5 separate regions of the Mus musculus genome follow, and all the other regions are linked to region 3. A link is a contact called in public promoter capture Hi-C data. All regions are on one chromosome and are shown on one strand. Each heading gives the region's core, a stretch centred on a gene start, on an enhancer-like site or on the middle of the called end of the contact. The rest is flanking DNA. Distances are from core to core; before and after follow the strand shown.

Region 1 (4,142 bases), core at 117-2,616, 2.3 Mb before region 3:
CTGCTGAAAATCTATTTAAAGACACAGAAGTAGGAAGTTTTCCTCTGAGCCTGCTTGCCCTCGCCTTGCTAGCAAGACCATTCCTTCCTTGGCACTAGAGCCCACTTCTTTGGGAAGCCAGAGTATACTGAAGACCAGCTGAGACACCCAGCCATGTGGACTGAGCAGAAAACTACTGGAGTCCTGGACTTTTCCATTCACAGTCAGCGATTGTTGGATTAGCTGGACTGCAGCCAGTAAGTCGTCATTCCAATAAATCATATGTATATATGTATACTATATTATATTTATTTACATATACACACATGCAAACATAGTGTTCTTCTTAAGTTGTTACTCTAGAGAACCCTGAGCAATACACTGCTAAAACATCCATCACCAAGAGATCCAAGAAACCCAGAATGTCTCTCTTTTGCACTGTACGGCAAGGTGATTCCTGTCACTAATTACAATGACTCTTGGATCATTGACTCTCCTCCCCGATCTCTACTTACACCACAGCCCGAGGGTAGGAGAGTTGCCATAGTCGGGTAAGTAGTCCCAGGCCAGTCAGAGCTACCAAGTTCAAATTGATGTCAACAGTCACCACTAGAGGCCGTTTCAAAAATCTTAACATTTTGCAGAAAAGCCAGCTCGGGAGGACTCCCTGGAAAAGAGGGAAAGAACTACCATTAAAGTAAACGGACAGCAGCCCGGGAAGGCACAAACGAGGCCACAGGGTCCTAAAGCCGCCTGGCGTCACGATGAATTTACAGCATAGCGGGTTGGGTTAATAGAACCAGAAGGACTCTTCCAGAACATACCTGTTGGAGAATTACAGTTGTGTTCAAGCACAGGGTATACATAAAAACATCTGAGGGGTGAATTCAGGAATCTCAGAACTGGATACTCATTTCTACAAGTCATTCCAAAAACACCTGCTGGGCACTTGCTAGGAACAAGGCTGCTAATGAATGAAGTGGCCTCTCCTGTCCCTTCCCAATGTGGTTGAAAACTAAGACCCTGAGGAGCTCTGGGCACTGTCATAGCCCAGTGACCTGGATGGACTTTTCCCTCTTCTGGAGGCATTCCTCTCCTCCTAGAGTTGCTTGTGCCCCGAGCCCGTTCTTTCTCTACAGTTCTTCCCACTCTGGCTTTTACAAGAGGCCGCCCTGGAAACGACTTGCTCAGCCAGGATCCGAACATCCACCGTCCCTAGCGCGCCGCCCCTAAGCCGGATCCCAGACCCCAGGAGGGCTCTCAAATCTGGCACTCCAAAACCTACGAGCGTTTCTTCGAGTCCCGTAGAGTGGCTCCCCATGTGGAGCCAGGCCTGCGAACCGCCAGGCAGGATCGACCGTTGGGGGCGAGGCCGCTCGATTACTCTGCAGCGGCCACGGATCGACGCTCAACTAGTTGTGTCTACGCGGCCGACAGACTCTGAGACGCGCGTGCGCAGCCGGAGCGCGAGGTAGTGGCGCGCATGCGCGGCGTGCTCACCGGCCATCAAAGTTGGGCATACTGACTGTCCTATCCTTAGGGCTCCCTTTCCCCTTTTTAATAAAGCACAGTGTGTTTCCACAAGCTGTTCACGTGCTCGGAGCTCTCCGTTTCGGGCCTCGCGTCTACTTTAGCGGTTTCGTTAAGCAGCGCGTTAGCTTACGGGCAGGAGTAAGAGCTTTGAAGCCTCGGGTGCGTTGTACCTCCTGGAGCTGTGTGAGTGGTGGATCGCTTTTTCTCAACTCTTCCCACACTGGAATGCCTACAAGCTGTCTGTCCCTCCTCCTCCCCAAGGTCTCAGGCTCGCTATGTAGAGGATGATGGCTTTGAACTACTGCCTTTGCTTCCCCAGCGCAGGTATTACAATCATGCCTTTTTAGGTGGGTGGGTATTACAATCACGCTCAGATGGCAAGCCAAGCCCGAACCGACTCCAGATGTTTTGCCAAAATTCAGTTTTTACAAGTTAGCTTAGCATTGGGTGACATCCGGTTTAAGATTGTAGCAATGGGGCTGGGCGATCGCTCAGTGGTTAGGAGCACTGGATGCTCTTAAAGAGGTCCTTAGGGATTTTCTTCTTCTTCTTCTTCTTTTTTTTTTTCGAGACAGGGTTTCTCTGTATAGCCCTGGCTGTCCTGGAACTCACGCTGTAGAGCAGGCGGATTTCTGAGTTCGAGGCCAGCCTGGTCTACAGATATACAGAGAAACCCTGTCTCGAAAACAAAACAAACAAAAACAAAAAAAGAGGTCCTTGATTCCATTTCCAGCATCCACATGACAGCTCAGAATCATCTGGAACCGCAATTCCAGAGAATCTGGCACCAGGCAGTCAAGTTACCACAGATACATATAAAATACATTAGTCAAGAGTGCACGGAATTGTTTGTTCATCGTTTAAGCATAGTCTACCCAAGTTCCTGCAAAGAAAGGGCGCCAGAAGATTGGAGAGCGAGCTCTTTGGGTTCCAAGTTTAGTCTGATCATGTAAGTCATGCTGGTGCTTCAGGACAGCTCGTGGGCACTCAGCTTCAGGAGGAAATTGTGTTGCTTGCTGGAAACCTGAGGTATGTATGTGGCTTTAAAAGCTAGTGGATGCTACTACCCAGACCCTTGCCTGTTCTGTAGCAAGAGGCTTATGCCTGGGGGACTGGGATTTCTCATGCACTGCCTTTGGCACTTTGTTTTTTTTTTTGTAATGCTGGCTGGCCTACAACTGTATGCTCACCAGTGACTTCTGAATCCACACCACCCTTCACTAGTGTTAACAAATGACATTTGATAAATAAAATGTCCCGACAGCCCTGTACCTAGGTTCCAGGCCTCAGTGATGACTGAGCCTGAACCTATCTATATGAATCCCCCTGACCTTTCCTGCCCCAGATCTAATTTTTTCTTCCACAGAAGTACAGTGCAGTCCTCCACTTGTTCCTATAGAAACCCAGATAGCAATCAGGCAGGAAGTACAGGATAGGATGGTCATGGGTTGGCCCACAGAGAGGACAAGGCTTCTTGGTGCTGCCCATTTTCGAGATGTGCCTTAACCACAGGCTGCCTGTTGTGGTAGGGGGTTCCTGAGGCCCAGTGTAAAGAAAAAAATGTCCATGTAGACCAACTAATGTCTTTGAATATATATTAATTTGTATGATCTGCAACCCCTTCCGTGCTTAGCCTTCTCAGAGACCCTGAAGGAAAGACATGTGTCCTAGTCCCTGCTAAATTGCTTGAGACCTTGCTCCGTTTACCCAAGTCGCCTTCCCTCCACACCGAGGACATCTTTCGAATCCTGTCTTAAGGTTTTAAAATAACCAATTAATGGAAGACAAAGGCAAAAGTCATAGAAAAAGCTGTTCTTGGGATGGCTGCCTAGGTGAGCCTTGGGAACACCACCACAGCACAGTGCTGCGCTCCCTAAGGTATTCTGGCCACTCCCAGTCTCCCGGGAAGCAGTGCGCCAGCCGTACTCTTCCAGATGATAGAAAACCGACACAGCCTGAGAAAGCATGTTTGGCTTTATTTTTTTATACTTTTTTTTTATTTAAATAAGGAGAGTTCTTTCGTATGGAAAGACCTAGTACAATCACATATTTGAAAGGAGAAACAACAGGGACTGACCCGGAGGGAAGGGAGGGTGAATTCACGATTCCATTTCCCATCCGAAGAAGTTCCCCATATCACGTCTAAACAAGCTGCACAGTACACCTTTAGCATCGTCTGCCCTTTCAAATAGCTGGTCTAAGTGAAAGACAGAGGGAAGGCCAAAAGAAAAGCAAAGGAAAACAAAAGGACCCTCAAAAAGAACAATCCCCCAAGTCCTTTTCTATAAAAGGTTTGAGGTGGAAAGCCTAGAGCACAGGACCCTTCAGCTAAGGAGCCTTCACAGGAACTGCTGCTCCAGGATTGTGACATGCCAAAGATGGGGCCTGGGGAGGTTGCAGGTCTGAAGCAAGCAGCTGGGGGCTGCAGGTGTCATGCACCTGGAAGATCACTAGTCAGAGCTGGTAGACAGTGGAGAGCACAGCTGGGTGACTGTGCTCATCCCCAACGCTGACCACTCTGTTCCACATGACCTAACTTGTCTTAGAGCCATCTCACAAAGAGCTGGCTTTTCCACTCATCAAAGAATACAGAAGCCAGACTTCTGTGCCCTTGCCTGTGAAAGATTCCC
Region 2 (4,680 bases), core at 718-3,217, 2.2 Mb before region 3:
AGTGAGACCAATATCTGTCTCCCCATTCATTATCTGAAACCCTTCCATGGTCTCCCACTAGCAGCGGAATCTAGCTGAGCTCCCCTGGACCTTTAAGCCAGCCCTGAAACAATTTGCTGGTCACAGCATTTGCAGGGGGTCCCCAATTCCACAAGCCACAACACGAGGAAAAGTCAGGATTTAAAAGGAACTAACAAAACCAAGGAACCTGCGAGAATGTCCATGTCTACCACCTTCCCAGGACAGAAACGCTCTGCTGTGAACCTTACCGGAGGCTCCCACGAGATACAGCAGGAGTCTTATTATTCCCATTTTATAGATGCAAGAGCTGGGGCTCAGAGACTTGGGTAAAGTCACTCAAGAGGACCTGAACATGGCTCCAAGAGGGACACTTGCCTGAACAAGCTGAAGGCTCCCCGAACAATTATTTGCCCATCCCCAAGGAGGGCAGTTCTCTTCCAAAGTCAAGACTCCCGAGTTCCTGTCTCTTCTCCTATCCATCCTATACAATTCCAGCCCACTGAAAGCCAGACAACCCCCTGCTCTGACGGGGGCTACTAACGCAGTCCGTGCCTCCTCCCCACTGAGGCCCAGCACTAACCAAAGTACCTACGGATGTGGGTATTTTGTTGGGTTTTCACCATGTAGCCCAGGCTGACCTGGAACTTCCAGCAGTCCTACATCACCCAATGTTTTGAATCCCTTCTCCAACGCTGCCACTTCAAACCAGCACCTGTGGCATGCCCCAGCATGGATGACACCACAAGTGGCCAGCCTTCTGTCCTAGGTTGACAGCACAGAGTAACTACAGAGCACCGACGGCTTGCCAAGTCATGCCTCTCTGCCTGTGAAGGCTGAGTAGTCCCTCGGTGGCAGCAAGCATCCCACTCCACAGCCTGTACCCCTCAGGTCCCAGCTTGCACCACGACGGTGCAGACATTACGATACAAAGCAAGCCCCTGCGGTTGTACTGCTGAGAAAGGGCGCTGAGGCTTCAGACAGACGGACAGAAAACCCAAGTGAGATATACAACGCAAACAGACAACACACCGAAATACACGCTAACCTTTCCAGGAAAGAAAAAACGTAGGTGAAATTTAACTACCCTGCAAAAGACAGCTTTATAAAGGTTTCTCCCAGGCAGCCATTTAGCAAATGACACACTCCGGAGAGCATCGGCGCCCCCCTTCTCCCACTTCCTTCAAGCTCACCATTGCCTGGGGAAGGGGGGCGACACCTATTCTTGCCTAACAGTGGGCTTCATCCCCCCACGATATTTACAAAGAAGAAAGGAAAGCAGCAGCGTCCACTTTTATGCAGGCAGATCCTCTCCAGAGAGGCCCACCATCTATCTCAATAGGTCTGCATTTCTCTCTTAAAAGGTAGACGAAGAAAAAGAAACAAACAAAAAAATCAATCTGGCAGGCCCCGAGCAGCGACATCCTGTTTATCATTAAACATTTTTAGCAGCGGCTCCGGGTGCCGTGAAAACACCACCCCGCTTCCCTCAGCCGAACCCACCCGAGCCGGGGCGGCGCTCGGCCTGCGGTTCCGGGCGGCCTCGGGGTCCCGCGTCCCCCACCCCGGCCGACAAGGCCGCCGTCCCCGGGCGCAGGAGAGCCCTCGGGCTCGATCCCGACCCCGAGCCTTGCCCAGCCCCGCTCGGCCCGCCGTCCTCCCGCCCTGGCCGCGAAGACACAACAATGGCGAGCTGGGGAGCGCCGAGCAGGCCGCCCAGGCCGCAGCCCCGCGCCCGCCGCAGCGCACCGCCGCGGAGACAAAGCGCAACCCCGGCCTCTGCCCTGGCCCCGGCCCCGGCCCACCTGGTCTGCGTCCGCGCGCGACGGGCCCGGGCGATGGCGGTCGGGCGGCGGCCGGGCGCGGGGGCGGCGGATGGCGGCGGATTGCGCGGCGGCGGCGCGGGGCTCGGCGCTCTGCGCTCCTGCCTCTGCCTCCTCCTCCTCCTCCCGCTCCTCGGCGCTCGCTGGAGCCTCGGCGCTGTGGCTCGCCGCCGCCTCCCGCCCGCGCTCGGCTCCCCGCCCCCCGCCGCCGCCGCCTCCGCCTCCGCGCCGCCCCCGCCCGCCGCCCGCACGGTGGCCCGCGCAGCGCCCCCTGCTGCGTCGCCCCTGTCCCGGGAGGGAGGGCGGGGGAGAGGAGGAGGGAGAGCGCGGGGAGCGAGCTGGGCCGCGGTGCAGAGGGGCTGCGGAAGAGAGGGACCTAGATGGAGAGGAGGCTCGGCTGGAGAGGGGACGCGGTGGAGAGGGACCTTGATGGACAAGGGGCTTACGTGGAGAGGAGGCCGAGGTGGAGAAGGGGCCCAAATGGAAAGACCTTGATGAAGAAGGGGCCTAGGTGGAGAGGGACCTTGATGGAGAAGGGGCCTAGGTGGAGAGAGACCTTGATGGAGAAGAGGCCTTGGTGGAGAGGGACCTTGATGGAGAAGAGGCCTTGGTGGAGAGGGACTTTGATGGAGAAGGGGCCTAGGTGGAAAGGAACCAGGAGAAGGAGGAAGCCCTGGTGCAAAGAGGCTGCAATGGAGAGGACGGCTCAAATGGAGAAAAAGTAAAGGAACTGGGGGGAGAGGGGGATCCCAGTAGCAAGATACATGGATGGAGATGGGGTCCCAAATCAGAGGGGTCTTCATGGAGAGAGGCTCCTGGTGAAGAGGAATCTCAACGGAGAGTGGATCTGGTTGAAGACCACCCCCACCCATGGAGAAGGCCTCCTCCATGGGTGGGGGAGGGGCTCTTGAAAGAAGCAGACATAGACTGGGAGGGGACCCCAGGGAGAGCTCTGGGGTGAGAATGCAAAAGGGTGGGGAGAATGGGGAGGACTCAGCACCCTAAAAGGCAGGGGATGCAGACCTGAGAGGGAGGGGGGCTCAGAAGAGGGACTGAACTTGGATCCTGCTCCCACCACCCCCAGAGCTCTAGAGCCTCTTGACAGACAAACCTGACAGCCTGACAGTCCTGACCTGTTAGAATGTGTGGAGGGAGAGGGGGATCCCAGTGGCAAGATACATGCAGGAAACACGCAGAAGTGGTACGGCAGAAGTGGTACGGCAGAAGTGGTACGGCAGAAGTGGTTCGTTGCACCATTCCACAGCAAGGTCTCCCTTCCATAACAAGTGCACCGTATAGACACTTCACCTTTTTTTGTTGTTGTTTTATTTTGTTTTGTTTTTCAAGACAGGGTTTCTCTGTGTATCCCTGGCTGTCCTGGAACTCACTCTGTAGACCAGGCTGCCCTCAAACTCAGAAATCTGCCTGCCTCTGTCTCCCAAGTGCTGGAATTAAAGGCTTGCACCACCACTGCCCGGCCACTTCACCCTTTTTAAAACATGACATAAACCACCCCACTTGGGTGTGTATTCGTGTGAATGCAGAACAAAAGGCCTGGGAGAGAGACTGGCTCCCTTCGAGGTTACTGTGCAGTGCTAGGTTCTCCTTATCTATTCCAGATATCCTAGCAATTAAAAATAACATTCAAGAAACAAGAACATATATATGGCTGGAGAGATGGCTCCTCAGTGGTTAAGAGCACTGACTGCTCTCCCAGAGGTCCTGAGTTCAAATCCCAGCAACCACATGGTGGCTCACAACCAGCTGTAATGGGGTCTGCCCTGTTCTGGTGTAAAATAAATAAATCAATCAATCAATCAATCAATCTTAATTAAAAAGAAATAGTTGGTGATGTAACTCAGTTGTAGACTTTGTCGCTTCAATGCAGGAGGCCCTGGGTTCAGCTACTCAGAAGAAAAGTGTGGGACCATCTTAGGCACTCTCCTGAAGAGACTAAATCCCAGCTGCTATGGTGTCCTCTGTTAGTGGGCTGGGCTTGTCTGGTTTAATGCCAACTCTGAAGCACTTATTATTGTAAGAAAAAAGAGGGACTGAGAGGATATACAGCTTTTCCAAGGCCGCTCAACTAGGTCCTGGAAAAAAACAAAAACCATTTCAATGGAATGCCAAGCCCAGTGTCTGGGGCATGTTCTTTTGGGTAGTTTTATAATTTTCTTTTTTTTTTCTTTTTTCTTTTTTCTTTTTTTTGGTTTTTCGAGACAGGGTTTCTCTGTGCAGTCCTGAACACTCTGTAGACCAGGCTGGCCTCGAACTCAGAAATCCACCTGCCTCTGCCTCCCGAGTGCTGGGATCAAAGGCGTGTGCCACCACGTCTGGCACTATAATTTTCTTATGCTTTCCCAACATTACTGCTTTCTATCCATGACAACTTCTATGTATCTCCTCTCTAGGATAAACCTGCTAGCCAGACAGTGGTGGCACATGCCTGTAATCCCAATCTTGGAGAAGCTGAAGCAAGAGGATTGCTGCTAATTTGAGACCAGACTCAGCTACATAGTGAGCCTTAGAACAGCTAGAGCTATGTAGCGAGACCCTATTTCAAATATAAATCAGTACATCAGGATGCAGCAGTGTAGACAGGTATGGAATCCCAGCACCTAGGAGAAAGAGGCAAGAGTCAGAAGTTCAAAGCCATCCTGAGCTACATAGGAAGCTAGAGGCCAGTCTGGGTTACAGCATAACATGGAACTTGTGATCCTCCTGCCTCCACCTCCCCAAGTGCAGGATTACACGTGTGTTGCCCACTCAGTGCTGAGGATCAAACCTAGGGCTTTGTATGTGCTAGGTCAACTGAGCTACAGGCCCCTTCCCCCAGCCC
Region 3 (4,374 bases), core at 1,460-3,959:
GGCATTTGCATTGTCAAAGTAATTAAGTAAAAAGATAATTTCATGAAAGCCTAAGTGTAGTAAGGAATTCAAACAACAAAGATTGACCTTGGGGCTAGTTTGCTGGTGCAGTACCTTTACAAAATACAATTATTTCCTACTCAAAACAAGTGTAAGCAGCATGTGTAAGAGATGTGAAAGGTGCCACTCGCTGCACGGCTGTTCCAGCCAGATGGCTCTCTGGCCAGCTCTGCGGACCTCTGCATTCCTGGAATAAGCATTAGCCATCAGATCATGGCATTCCCCTGTAAGGCCACAGCTGACGAGCTGCAGCAGACCAAGAGGCATAGACTGGAGTTCTCCAATAGGCAGTGGGCACTGGTAACAAAGGCAGGCTGCCCTCAGAGCCTCTGTCCTTAGTGCACATTCCACAGACCAGACTCGGGTAGCTATTCCTAAGAGCCATTTCTCAGTATCTGTAGAGGCCCCACCTTTGAGATGAAAGCAGAGAAGAAAAAAATAATAGAAAATTATAATCCAGGGAACTAAAAGATACACTTAATATGACTCTCCCTGCTTAAACCTGTTCATTAGATTACTTGACATCAGATTTCTCCAAGTATTAGATTACTACAAAGCATACAGCCAAGGCTAAAGGCACTACCAGAGAATAAGCCGGCTGCAGCAGCTCCTGCCTGCCATAGGTCCAGCTACTTTGGAAGCTAAGGGTGGAGAAATAAGCTTGAGTCCAGGATCTGAGACATATAACAAGGCCTCCTTTCTTTTAAGAGGGGTAAAAGTCCAGGGTGGTGGCAGCCAGGCTTGTTGGCAGGAGCAATGAGTTCAAGACCAGCTATACCCAACTACATAGATTCAGGATGAGCTACGGGTCAAGATCTTGTCTCAAAAGTAGGGAATAGAATTGCATATCTATATGTCTCCAGGCCTTGGGTTTATCATAAGAACTGTTTCACATTTGTCTGGTATAGGGCAAACTTTGAAATCCATCCTTTTTATCTAGGTCCCTGGATAACAGTCAACACACTTTGAGGGTCCCTTTGAGGAATTAATGACCCAGTTACTAAAAAAGGCTTATTGTTAATTTCCTGCAGGGGATCTACTGCAGCACATTTTTTTTTTCCAACTTTGACTTCAATTTGACCTTTAAAATCTAAGACATTTAGTATGAGTGGGAACCTTGGCTCAATGGCTTCATGCAACTCACTGTTGCTAGTGCTATTCTTAAGCTCTTGTTTCCTGGCTACAAGACACCCCCACCCTGCCATCTTTGATACATTCTGTTTTACTTAAGTCCAATTGCTATGACAACGCAATTTCTGAACACATTATTAAAATACTTCATATGGTTGGTTTCTCTTGTATTCCTTGACAGTCATAATAATTAGCTTTTTGAAAATACCAAGGGTAAAGAACAAACGACTTAAAATGTTTTGGGTCTCTATATAGAAAAACCTGATTATCTGAGAGGCTGAGGCAGGAAAATCCTGAGTTTGAGGCCGGCCTGAGCTATTCAGCAAATTCCAGGCCAGCTGGAGTTACACTGTAAGAGCCTGTAGAGAGAGGGACAGAGACAGAAACAGAGAGATGAAAGTCAACAAAGCCCTATGAAGTGTAGCAGTTCGAAATGATTTCACCCTTTCTGGGACATTCATTTAAAACACACCGACCCTTACTTACATAGAAGCCCTCTTGATGTGTGTGTGTGTGTGTGTGTTTGTGTGTGTGCGCGCGCGTGTGTGCATATGTGTGTGTGTAATTCTAGTACCTGAGAGGATTTTAAAATCAAATTTTTCCTGGAGAAGCATTTCATCAAATTTGCAGGGATAGCTTCAGACAAAAGACTGTTCTATCACTTCACACTGGCACAGCAGTAGAATTTGACCAAAAAAAAACCCCCAAAAAACAAAAAACCCAGAAGCCTTCGACTTAATGTCTTATATAGAAAGAAAAGAGCTGTAAGCTATTAAGTTATTTATTGGATTTGGATCTCCTCCAACCAAGCGGCACCGCATCTAACTATTATACTGGAGCAGGTCGGCACTGGAGAGAAAAGACATTTATTACCAGGAAAGAAAAAGGAGGCCTTTCTGCGGCCGGAGGGCCCGGGACCGCCACACAGGATGAAATTAAGGTCAGCGAGCCCTTCACTGCAGACAGGAGGCTCCGAGAGGTGCGAGCGCCGCAGTTGCGGGCGACGGGCGGTGCGGGGGCGCTCGCGGGTGGGTGCTGCCGAGGACCACCCCCCGCCACCTGCCGCGACGGGTGGGGCCGCGGGCGCAGGAAGGGGCCTTCGCGTACCTTCGGCGGACCGTGACACTCCAGGTCGCCGCCCGGCTCTGCCGCGCCCCGCAGCCCACGCGCCACAAAAGGCGGCGGCGGGGGCCCACGGAGCCGCCCGCGAGGCTCCGCAGCTCATCTGTCCACATCGCTCCGGTGCTCGGCCTCCCGCGGCCTTTCCCTTCCCGCCCACCGCCCTTTCTTACCGGCTCCTGGGGGTGAGGGGCGTGGGTCGCCGCGCTGAGGGCTGCTGAGGAAAAAGATGCGCCGCCGCGGCCCCTGCCTCACGCCGTTCGCTCCGCAGCGGATAGTGACGGCGGCGCGCGCGCACTGTGGCTTTTATAAGCGGCCGCGCGCGCCCCCGCGGCGGCCGAGCGCGAGCGTGAGGGAAGTGCCCCGGTTGGCGACGCGAGAGGCGGGACTCGCTGCTCCACTGCAGTACGGAGAGGACCGAGCGCGTCCGGAAGGAGCCGAAGCTGCGGGGCGGGGTGGTGGGGGTTGGGGTAAAGGACGGGAACGCGCTTGCGAGGGGTGCGGGGCGCGGCACAGAGCGGAGCAGCCGCCGCAGCCGCCCGCCGCGGCGTGGGACCCGAGCAATCCTGCCCCGCCCAGTCCGCCCTGCAGAGAATCTGTGCCGCACCCCTCCGCCCTGGGAGCCCTTCCGAGACTGCGGCGAAGGGCAGGGCGGGGCCCGCCGCCGCAGTCAGGCTGGGGATGTTGCTGCCCTGGCCGGAAAGACGCCCTGTCCCTTTCGGATGATCTCACTGGAATGTTGGCTCCCTCTTTGCACTTTTTCTGGGGGAGGCTTGGCTCTGGAAGACCCAAGTCTGCCTGTTCTGGTGGGGGATGGGGCCAAAAAAAAAAAAAAAAGATGATATAAGGATCCGTGTTTGAGGAGGTGGTAGGGAAAAAAATCCCGGTTAGGGAAAAAAAAAAAAAAAAAAAAGACTGATTTGTGGCGTAAGACTTTATTTCAGGATATGGAGAATTCTTCAGCAATCTTCCTGTTGCCAGTAGACAGAGTGTATTCGTCCCAGTTGATAAACGACATTACTATTTCTTTCCCCAGTATTAATTGAACTTTGCTGTTTAGCTGACACCGCACGTGCTTTGGGCTTTTAATCTCTGCTCTTATTTTACAAGGTAGATGTTGCCTTTCCCATTTTACAAATTAGCATCCTGATGACATAGAAGGTAGCTCTCTCCCCAGGTCAAGCACGAAGCAGCAATCAGAGAACCTAAGATTTGAACACAAGCGTTAAGCAAGTGGGTGCTAGACTTCTGAGAAAAGGAAAACACAATTTCTGTAATTTTTTTCTTATACACAACCCTTTTCAGGGCCTGGCTCTGAACTAAACTCTGTAGCCAGGCTCCCCTACTGCAAAAGCTCTTTCCCTTCCTCCATTTTGGGTGACAGCTGTGTGGCAACCATTGGAGTAGCACCCAGCTCATTCCTGTGTAGTCAGGCAGCTCTGCCAGGCATCAGCCTCCTGGTTACCAAGCCACCCTCCTATTTAAATAATTATAAAGAACTGGGCATTGCTCCAGAACTGGGATGAGGCCCAGTCCCAAGCTTCCTGGTCCTCTGCACTTTGGTTTCTGCTGAGCCTAGGATCTGCAAGGTGACTTCTAAGCTACTCTGACTGTAGGCATGATGGTGAAAGAACATTCCTAGTCATTTTCCTTGGAGAGGAGAGATTTAAAAAATAAAAAAAATAAAATAAAAAGGGAGTGGCCACAGCTCAGCGGCAGCTTCACAGACTCCTGAGATCCAAAAGGCAGGTGCTTGGAGGACAGCATTTAATGCCATCTTCTTTACAGAGAAAACTGGTTGAGGAGCTACTTCCTGGACTGGGCTTTTTTTCCTTTTCTTTTTTGTTTTTCCAGACAGGATTTCCCTTTGTAGTTTTGGCTGTCGTGAAACTTGCTCTGTAGACCAGGCAGGCCTCAAACACAGAGATCCCCCTGCCTCTTTCTCCTGAGTGGTGGGATGAAAGGCATGCAGAAATGCTGTGCATTTCTGAAAACAGCTGATGGTGACCATAGTAACCACCTCTTCAGTCAGCTGCAGCAAATTTAAAACTCAGATGTTCAGCA
Region 4 (4,780 bases), core at 2,245-4,744, 2.0 Mb before region 3:
AAGTCTCTGCTTCCATATAGTAGCTTACCTGATTTGAAAATGTGCGAACATCAAAAAAAGCTATAATGGAGCCGTATTCACTAGACATCATGCAGGCAGAGAGTGTAAGACTATCACAGCTCAGTGCTAGGTGATGGACTGGGAATTTCATAGGAACATTCAAGCCTTGAATTGTGTCAACTATAAAAACACAAAGCAGAAAAATACAGCATGTAACAGGCACACAGTCATAATCCTTTACTCAAGTCAATACAAACCCACATTTTCACCTATATAAAAATACACCTGTTGGGCATAGATAAAGAGCTGGTCTTAAGGACTGACATTCTACATTCAGACTCCATTTTTCCTATTGGATGAACAAAGTTCAAGTTCCTAGGCCCTGGGGAACTGAGGACTCTCTACAAGCTCACCAACTCCCTCTCTAAGCAACAATAGTTCCCCAAAACATAATGTTGTTCCTAACAGAAAGAACAGACAAATTTGATTGGTTGAGCAAAAACACTTACACTCAATGTCAGCTGACAACAATGAAACACTTGGGAGAGTCCCTAATCCCAGAGTCCTGACTGGTGAAAACTGTAACTGTAACTTGTCCCAGTTGCTTACATTTTTTTATGCTTATAAACCCTGCTGATTCAGTCCCCAATCAGAGCTGCCAGAAGGAACAAGACTCCTGGAGTTCTTGTCTGGCAGTCTTGATCATCAGCAACTCTGCTTATGTGTATTAACATAGAAGATTTTGCTGTCTCACCAGCCCACTGGTGCACTCTCCCCACTTCCTCCTGATGCACGATGGATACAGAGTAACAATACCTTGGATATCTAGTTACAGGAACTAAGCTTAACTCTCCTGTACATAGGTAATGCTGCTTTAAATATCCCAAGACTCTTGCTATGGCCCTTGCTGAAAACACTTCTGCTCAATGCTGCAGACACACGTTTCCGTCTGCAGGGTGATACAGCCATGCCTTCTTCTGGATGGCTTCCCAGAGCCCACGTTCAACTGAGCACAACAGTAAGGTCTTCTTCCCTCTCATCTTAGAGAAGTGGCTCACAGAAACAATAGCAGAGAGCTGAAAAGAAAACTCAGAAAGGCCTTTGGCACCCTAAGTGGAAGCTCCCTGCAAGGCCAAAAGAAATCACAATTTTGACATCAGAATCGTGTCTTAGTAAGGAAATACACTGACTAGTATGCTACTGCAGCCCTGGCTCTGCTGCACACTATAAATCAAAGAACGTGCTTACCAATTTTATTGGGATCATCTCCAGGTTTATTTTGGATAAGAAGGCTTTTAGTAGGAAAAACATTCAAGCCATTGGTGCCACCAGCGAAGAGCATACCATACTTATTGGATATGGTAAGCACACTCGAGCGCTCCTTGGGCAACTCTTCAGGAGAGTCAAAGATCCTCACTTTCTTCAGTGCTCTAAACTGAAAGTCCTGTTTTAGAATAGGAAACAAGATCAAGGAAGAAATTAAATCATGTCTATTATCATAGTCCATAAATGCAATTTCAGGATAACAAAAATATACTTATTACCTTGAGGCCACCAATTTTGTTTTTAGACTCTGTATTTGGTGGTGCTTGGTATAATACTCATTAACATTTGCTGAATGAAATAAATAGAGAGGGCTGGAGAGAGGAAGCAATGGTTAAGAACACTGGCTGCTCTTTCAGGGGATCTAGGTTCAATTCCCAGAACCCACATAGCAGCTCACAACTGTCTGTAACTCCAGTTCCTGGGGATCTAATACCCTCAAAAAGTGTTAATCTGTAATCACTTTGTTAAGCTCTATCTGTATCCTCCACCACACCTCCTAACTCTCCAGCTAGGGATTTTAGTGAAAAGAATATGACAGCTACAAGAGAAAATGTATTTCTACAGAACCTTATGAAATGCTTCATAAAGGGTGTCTAGCACACCCACACATACTAATTTTCTTGCAGTCCATGTTTAATACATATTTACTGGAAGATTTTTATGAGCATTGGTGTTCTGCCTGCATGTGTCTGTGTGAGAATTAGAGCTACAGACAATTGTGTGCTGCCCTGTAGGTGTTGGGAATTGGACTCAGGAGCTCTGGAAGAGCAGTACTCTTAATCCCAGTTGAATACGGTGGGTAAAAGTTCACACAAATTTCCCCATGAGGCCACACTGGCCATTCATAAAGAAACAAATCATCTATCTTTTTTGATATTATCATCCTAATAGTCATGACTGTACCACTGGGGCTTGGTGGCTTTTTTTGTGGTGGGCCAGTGTGATGAAGCAACACAAAAGAAACAAAACAAAACAAAACAAAACAAACACAACAGACAAACCCAAAACCCAAACCTCTCCTTTCTGCTTTTGGCAGGAATTAAAATACTGCTATTAGCCCTGTGGTTCTAAATTCTCTACCCGAACATATCTGAGGAACATGAAGCTTGCCCATTACCGGGCTCAGCACATGTGCTGACTCAAGGAAGAGCCACTGTTTCTAAGCATGATATGGAGCACTCGACCCATGTGCATTTTAGCGACTCACCGGTCACACAAATGGCTAACACCTTCCTGCAACTCACTCATTTCCAACTGTCTACGGTCCCCTGCCTTTCCATTCTGTCAGAGTATATAAGCCAACTATTAACACAGTATCCAGAAGTTGTAGCATGGGGATCACTTAGGGTTCGCTTGCTTTTCCTTTAGTCTCATGAGTTCAAGCTGATTTCCAGTGCCAAACTTGACTTCCTGTTCCTACTAACTAGGGGTTTTGAAGGCAGATAGTGTTTCTTGGCTCCACTTTAGGTAGTTTGGACCACCCTCAAGTATAGAGAGCTAATAAGAACTGAGCGTCTAAGCCAACTGTGGTAATGCACACCAATAATCCCACCACTTGGGAGGTGGAGGCAGAGACAAGAGCCCAAGACCAGAAGCCACCTTGAGCTACAAGAGACCATGCCTAAATCGTAAGAGAGATGTAAGGCTTTTGCCACGTGACTTTGGATCATTTGCTTTCAAGGCTTCAATGCGCTCCTCTTTCTAAGCTGGTCGTAAGGGCTGCAGCGACGGTGGCGACAGTACGTCTCACTCAATAAACAAGAATCGCTGTCACCAGTAAGGCGACCAGCCCATCAGAGTACCTGGGGTAACTCAGAAGGCGTGGACAAACCCACGCAAGGACAGGTACCTGCACTTGCAGGGAACTCAGGCCCGCGACACGCAGAGCTGCGGACGCTCTGTGGGGCGAGCGATCGCGACCCTGCGAACTGCAGGAGCAGCCGGCAGAGGCGAGGCTCCAAGGCAACTCCAGGACTACGCAGGCGGGGAGGCCCCGGCCAGGCTCTAACCTTCATCTCCCGCTCAGGGATCATGGCATCCATCTCGTCTCCCATCGTGCCGCCTTCAGGGTGTTCAAGTAGCTGCTGCTGGCGCTGCCGCTGCCACCCGCGGCCTTTCAAACACAGCTCAGGCCGCTCAGGCCTCAACTTCCTTCCCTCAGCGCCCGCGGCGCGTGGTAGATGCGCGTTTCCGGCGCGCGTGACTGACGTCACCCAGGCCGGTTTTTAGTGTGCTCGGAGGCAGTCGAGGGCTGCTCGGAAGTCGCGCGCTTGCCAATCCACAAGGCCCCATTGGCCGGTTCCGCGCAGTGGGTGTGGCCATGAGGCGCGGGCCGGAGTCCGCCTTCCTTTGGATGCTGCGTGCGCAGCCTCGCTATTTAATTTTCTTCCTTAGAGAGAGGCACGCTCGGCCTTCCTGAGACTCTCGATGCTTCCCGGTAGCACTTACCTGCAGGGCTCTTAGAAGCTTCCGACTTAGAGAAGTTAGGAACTTTTTTGCTGGGAAGAGCGGACAGAGAGGTTCGGTTAGCGGGTGGACTGCACTGTGTGCCGGTGCAGAACCCTTTTAAAAACGGAGAGGAAAAGGGACAAAAGATCGGTTTTGTTTACTGTTTTCAAGGCAATCGTTTCAGATCATAAGCCATATCCACTTCACATCGCAAATGGTGCGCGGCTATCATCTCAGCTTTTGGGGATTAGAGGGTCAGGAATTCAAGGTCTTCCTAGGCTACATAGCAATCTCTAGATATCCTGAGTTACATGGGACCCTGTCTGGAAAAAAATATGTAATAAGAGAATTCCACACAAAGCAGTTAAATTATCCAATAGCTTTCAGCCAGGAAGGGTTAAGATTCAGATCTGCGTATACTGACTGATGTTGAAGACATTTCTGGAGTAGAATTATAAAAGAGGTTCCTAACTTGGAGCTGGTGGGTCAGCTCCAGAGGGCACATTCTGTCAGATGCAGTCTCTCAACAAGTTGCATGTGTGCAAGCCTCTATTCATTGTAAAATGCTAACAGTAGACCTGGGTCTTGGGCTTAATCAGATGACGTCAACTGTCTGTCTGGGACATGGGAGACCCAGGACACACTCATTTACTTGGTACCTGTTGTCAGCTAGCTCTTCTGAATTTACTGAGCCCAGAGCTGTCCCCAAGAAACACAAAGACACTGATAAATTGCTCTAGTTTATTTCAGTCTGCAGGAGACCACATCCCATCCATACATACACACATGCACACAATAATGGCACTCACCCAAATCTACCTTACAAACATCTTTTGAGTCACAGGGCAAAGCCATACTTGGCAATCCCCAAACTGCTGGTTACACCAGTTACATTTGGTCTTTTTCAGAAATAAGGCAGCCGATGTCCCAAGAAAGCTAAGCCCTTAACTAGAGAGGTTAAAAACCCTGGAACCAACAGACACAACTTGAAATATATGCCAACTCC
Region 5 (4,614 bases), core at 1,537-4,036, 2.3 Mb before region 3:
GCAAACTTGCCTAGCTGGTTTGCCAGGCAGAAGCTGGGCCTGTTTTGTCATCTTTGGGATCTTCTGGATTCTGATTCATCAGGAACACCAATACTGGAAGAGTCAGAGGCGACACCACTGAGAGGAGAGATCAGGCAGGAGCCTGACTTTGATTGCAGCCTGCTCTGCTGACCATTAAGGAGCTGGAAGGCCCCAAAGCTGTCCCATCACACCCATCTCACCATGGTCCTCACCCTGCAGTGCTTGTCTCAGCTCCACCCACTGCCCCAGCGTTCTCATCTCCAATGCTTGTCCACCCCCCCCCCCCCCCCCGGTTATCTGGCCTTAGGATAGGATTGGGCTGAGCGAAGGTGGTAGAGGAAACTTGGTGCTCATAAGATGTTGGTGGATTGAGTTTGTTTGCTTTTCTGGGTTTTGTTGTTGTTGTTTGCTTTGTTTTGTTCTGTTTTGTTTTGTTTTTGAGATAGGGTTTCCTTATACATCTAGTTGGATTCAAACTCGGAGTCCTGCCCCAGCCTCCCAAGTACAGGAATTACAGGTATGCACCACCATTACAGTTATGATGGTCAGCCTTCATTATCAACTGGAGTACATTTAGGATCCATGGAAACACCTGTAGATGTCTACAGTGGTTTGAAAATGATTGGTCTAGGGAGAGGCACTACTAGGAAGTATGGTCTTGTTGGAGGAAGTGTGTCATTATGGGGGTAGGCTTTGAGACCCTCCTCCTAACCCCATAGCAGCCAGTCTACTACTGGCTTCCTTTGGTTGAAGGTGTAGAACTCTCAGCTCCTCCTGCAATATTCCTGCTTGATGCTGCTATGCTCCTGCCTTGATGATAATGTACTGAACCTCTGAACCTGTAAGCCTGGTTAAATGTTGTCCTTATAAGAGTTGCCATGAGCCAGATGTGGTGGTGCACGCCTTTAATCCCAGCACTCAGGAGGCAGAGGCAGGCGGATTTCTGAGTTCGAAGCCAGCCTGGTCTACAAAGTGAGTTCCAGGACAGCCAGGGCTATACAGAGAAACCCTGTCTCGAAATAAAATAAAATAAAATAAAATAAAATAGAAGAGTTTTCATGGTGTTTTTTTACAGCAGTAAAACCCAAAGACAATGTCTCTATGAAGGTGTTTCTGGTAAAGTTTAACCAAGACAAAAAGAAGGCCAGCCCTGGATGGCCCACCATCTAACGGGCTGAGATCCTGGACTGAATCCCGAGGGAAAGCTGAGTTCTAACATCCATGCCTAGAGAGGCTCGAGGGACAGCTAGGTGGCATCTGGGTGGCATGGCTGTTCCTTGCAGTCCTGAGTCTCATGTTCATCGCCTGACTCTCACAAGCCTGTCTGAAGCTGTTCCTTCAAAACGAGCAATCCTTTTCTCTCAGTCTTTCCTTCCAGGCTCCCACTCTGGCCCAGGCCATCTAGAGACTTATGATAGAAAAGTCTGGTACAAATTAAAACAGGCCTGGATGAGGCTGGGTCTTTCAGGAGCTCTGGCCACTCCATGGTTGTCTTAAGGCCTCAACCAAGTGCTTCAAGTCTGTGCTGACATAAAAGCAGTTGGGCTGGTGGACTGGCAGCACCTCTGCTCGAGGCAGGCAGCAAGACTGGAGAGTCCAGCAGCGTCCAGGTAAGTGCTCCACCCCATTTCTCAACCCCCTAAGTATTCATAGCAAATGAACGTCAGGAGCAATCAATGCTCACAGGAAGAATTGAAGACCAGGCATGATGGCGCACGCCTTTATTCTTAGTACTCAGGAGGCAGAAGCAGGAGGTCTCTCACTGTGAGTTCAGAGCCATTCGTATCTCCTTTGCAAGTTCTAGGCCAGCTTGGGCTACGCAATGAGACATTTGTCATAAAGAAAGCAAAACAACAACAACAACAACAACAGAATTTAAAAGCCAGGTTGTTGGAGTTGGAGTGAGAGTTGGAGTGACTGCTCTTCCAGAAGCCTAGTTTCAATTCCCAGTACCTACTGGTAGCTTTTAACTGTTAGAAAGTTCACTACCAGAGGGAACCGACTCCCTCTTCTGGTCGCTGTGGGAACTCCAAGCATGTGGTACAAAAACACGGGCACGTAAAACAGCCATACATATAAAGTAAAGTGGAAAAAAAAAAAAGTGTACTGCTCTTGCATAGGACCAGAGTTCAGTTCCCAGCATTTAAAATGGGCAGCTCACAACTGCCTGTAACTACAGCCTTATGGGGATCTGACACTCCCCAGGCACTTCAGTCATGTGCACAGACCCATAACACACACACAAGCACATATAAATAAAATTATTATAAATATTTCCTTTTTTTAAAAAGCCAGGCATGGTGGTACATGCTTGTTACTCCCACCCTCAGAAGGCTGAGGCAGGAGAATGTTTGGGGCCAGCCTGGGCTTCAGAGTACCAGACAGCAAGGGCTATGCGGTAAGAATCTGTCTAAAAATCAAGAGATTTTAACAGATTCATAGATACTTAAATAATGCGCCAGGGAGAGGGAGGTCTTCCTAAGTGTCTCAGGATGACACGTTCTCACGTGGCAGGAGGCACTGATGGGGTTAAGCATAAGGCAGGGACGGTCCTAACCCTGTGGGTGACAGGATCTCGGCTGTGCTAGGGAAATAGGGGTCAGTGGGCTGGAGACCTTGGTCTAGTCCAGCACTTGAGTGTGCGTCTCGTCGGGAGGTGGAGCCCCATCCAGGCCCCGCCTCCAGGTAAAGGGGTCATTCTGGAGTCACTGAGGCTCTTCAGGGACACGGCCTTGAGTGCCGCGCCTCATGCGCGCATGCGCTCATGTCCCCGGAAGCGATGCGCACAGCATCCGTCACTACGTCCAGGCGGGAGCGGGCAGAGTCGGTGAATGTATGTCCGTCGCTCCGGATATGGCTTCGGCGGGAGGCGGCGGCTCGGAGAGCGCCGCGCCCGAGGCCGATCGTCCCCAGCCGCGGCCGTTCCTCATCGGCGTGAGCGGCGGCACCGCTAGTGGCAAGGTGAGCGCCCTGCGCCTGGGCCTCGCGGAGGGATTGCCAGGCCGCTGGTTGGGGCGCCATTGCCTCTGGCCCAACCGCGGCACCTGTTGCTAGCAGCTAAGGGGGTCGTCCCCAGGGGCTGGCGGGTCACTCAGTGCACAAGCTCACTTTTGGCACCTTCTGTCCCCAGTCAACAGTGTGTGAGAAGATCATGGAGCTGCTGGGACAGAACGAAGTGGACCGCCGGCAGCGCAAGTTGGTCATCCTGAGCCAGGACTGCTTCTACAAGGTTCTGACGGCCGAGCAGAAGGCCAAGGCTTTGAAGGGACAGTACAATTTTGACCACCCAGGTACCTGGAGAATGTCTGCCTGGAGAGCTGGGGGTAGAGGATAAACTGCTGTGAGATATGGGCTCTACAGAGATTGCAGACTGCCAGACAGATACAGAGATGTGTATGGATGCAGACTGCTGGACCAGGGCTGTAGGAGATGTTTGTTGGATGCAGACTGCCACCGAGGCTGTCCAGGGATGTGTACATAGGATGCAAAGTGCCAGACTGAGGCTGTCCAGAGAGAACTGCTGGACACCAACTGCCAAGGGGGGCGGGGATTGAATGCAGCAGCAATGGGGCTCCGTGAAACATTACCCTCATTTCCCTTGGTAGTGGGCCCACAGAAAGGTAGGGTTTGCTGAATTCCATGAGCCTGGAGTGACTCAAGATTTTTGCTAGAGCCACTTAGGAAGGAGGAGCCAGGAGATGTTGAGGATCGCTTCTTGATGTGTTGAAATCTCTGCCTGGCACCTTGTTGCTGAGGAGCCCTTTGTACACCCTACCTACCGCCTGCCTGACCTTTGGATTCCCCAAGCTGTCTCGGGGCAGTCAGTCTTCAGGGAGGCCAGTTGTAGAAACAGAGGTTAATCTGGGGCTCAGGCCTTGGAGCTTCCTGGCCTGGTAGGGGCCTGTGTTCCTGAAGGTTTAAGCTTTCCTAGGGACTCCTGAAGGTCAGAGAATAGGACTCTTAACTTTGTTTTGCCAGATACAGAGGAGCAGAGGCTCAAATGATCTCTTTCCCCCAGTGTCAGCCAATCAGAAAGTCTTTGTTCCAGTTTCTGGTGGGACAACCTTACCCTTCATCCTGGGGTGTGCTGTGGGGTCCTCAGCACCCCTGGCTCCCAGCTGCGCTGCCCTTGGGCAGAGGTGGTCCTCCTCCTCTGCTGCACCAGAGCAAATGGGCAGTTTGGGCTTCTCCTGTTTTTGTAGATGCTTTTGATAATGATCTGATGCACAAGACCCTGAAAAACATTGTTGAAGGCAAAACTGTCGAGGTCCCTACCTATGATTTTGTGACCCACTCAAGGTAAGCAGGTGGTTCCTGGGAGGGCTGTCACACCCAGTCCCGTGGTGGGTCCCATCGCAGTCTGTTTCCATGGACTGTCCTCTACTCAGGCCCCTTGTTACTAATGTGAGCGGGCCATCAAGCAGGGCCTAGCCTGGTCTCTCCCTGGCAGGTTACCAGAGACCACTGTGGTCTACCCAGCTGATGTGGTTCTGTTCGAGGGCATCTTGGTATTCTACACCCAGGAGATCCGGGACATGTTCCACCTGCGCCTCTTTGTGGACACAGACTCTGATGTTAGGCTGTCTCGAAGAG

The links. Promoter capture Hi-C pulls out the DNA fragments that hold promoters and counts their contacts. Capture Hi-C pulls out chosen DNA fragments and counts their contacts.
Region 1: a promoter capture Hi-C map of liver shows a contact between it and region 3, with 3 times the contacts expected there. The contact joins the promoter of Pomt1 here to the promoter of Sptan1 in region 3. A contact is called at or near these places in 3 of 39 promoter capture datasets (frontonasal cranial neural crest, hippocampal neurons and liver) and 2 of 115 datasets of contacts at active chromatin or transcription factors (astrocytes and embryonic stem cells).
Region 2: a promoter capture Hi-C map of adipose tissue shows a contact between it and region 3. The contact joins the promoter of Prrc2b here to the promoter of Sptan1 in region 3. A contact is called at or near these places in 2 of 39 promoter capture datasets (liver and pre-B cells), 2 of 115 datasets of contacts at active chromatin or transcription factors (astrocytes and stem cell-derived neural progenitor cells) and 1 of 9 other capture datasets (adipose tissue).
Region 4: a promoter capture Hi-C map of pre-B cells shows a contact between it and region 3, with 6 times the contacts expected there. The contact joins the promoter of Nup214 here to the promoter of Sptan1 in region 3. A contact is called at or near these places in 4 of 39 promoter capture datasets (the C10 cell line, cranial neural crest, neutrophils and 1 more), 1 of 484 Hi-C or Micro-C datasets (nephron progenitors) and 2 of 115 datasets of contacts at active chromatin or transcription factors (astrocytes and forebrain).
Region 5: a contact with region 3 is called in a promoter capture Hi-C map of liver, with 5 times the contacts expected there. The contact joins the promoter of Uck1 here to the promoter of Sptan1 in region 3. A contact is called at or near these places in 2 of 39 promoter capture datasets (liver and pre-B cells) and 1 of 115 datasets of contacts at active chromatin or transcription factors (embryonic forebrain).

Annotation. Positions count from the first base shown.
Region 1 is chr2:32,233,864-32,238,005 of GRCm38.p6, reverse strand. Pomt1 (protein-O-mannosyltransferase 1) reads right to left here and starts at 1,366. Exons shown (of 20, transcript NM_145145.2): 1 at 1,265-1,366; 2 at 495-646. The coding sequence starts at 1,300. Prrc2b (proline-rich coiled-coil 2B) reads right to left here. Exons shown (of 32, transcript NM_001159634.1): 32 at 3,469-4,142.
Region 2 is chr2:32,148,435-32,153,114 of GRCm38.p6, reverse strand. It overlaps Prrc2b (proline-rich coiled-coil 2B), which reads right to left and starts at 1,967. Exons shown (of 32, transcript NM_001159634.1): 1 at 1,824-1,967.
Region 3 is chr2:29,963,895-29,968,268 of GRCm38.p6, reverse strand. Sptan1 (spectrin alpha, non-erythrocytic 1) reads right to left here and starts at 2,709. Exons shown (of 57, transcript NM_001177667.1): 1 at 2,484-2,709.
Region 4 is chr2:31,973,164-31,977,943 of GRCm38.p6, reverse strand. It overlaps Nup214 (nucleoporin 214), which reads right to left and starts at 3,494. Exons shown (of 36, transcript NM_172268.2): 1 at 3,336-3,494; 2 at 1,249-1,444; 3 at 29-180. The coding sequence starts at 3,380. Aif1l (allograft inflammatory factor 1-like) reads right to left here. Exons shown (of 6, transcript NM_145144.1): 6 at 4,502-4,780.
Region 5 is chr2:32,258,277-32,262,890 of GRCm38.p6, reverse strand. It overlaps Uck1 (uridine-cytidine kinase 1), which reads left to right and starts at 2,786. Exons shown (of 7, transcript NM_011675.2): 1 at 2,786-2,982; 2 at 3,152-3,311; 3 at 4,224-4,320; 4 at 4,472-4,614. The coding sequence starts at 2,857.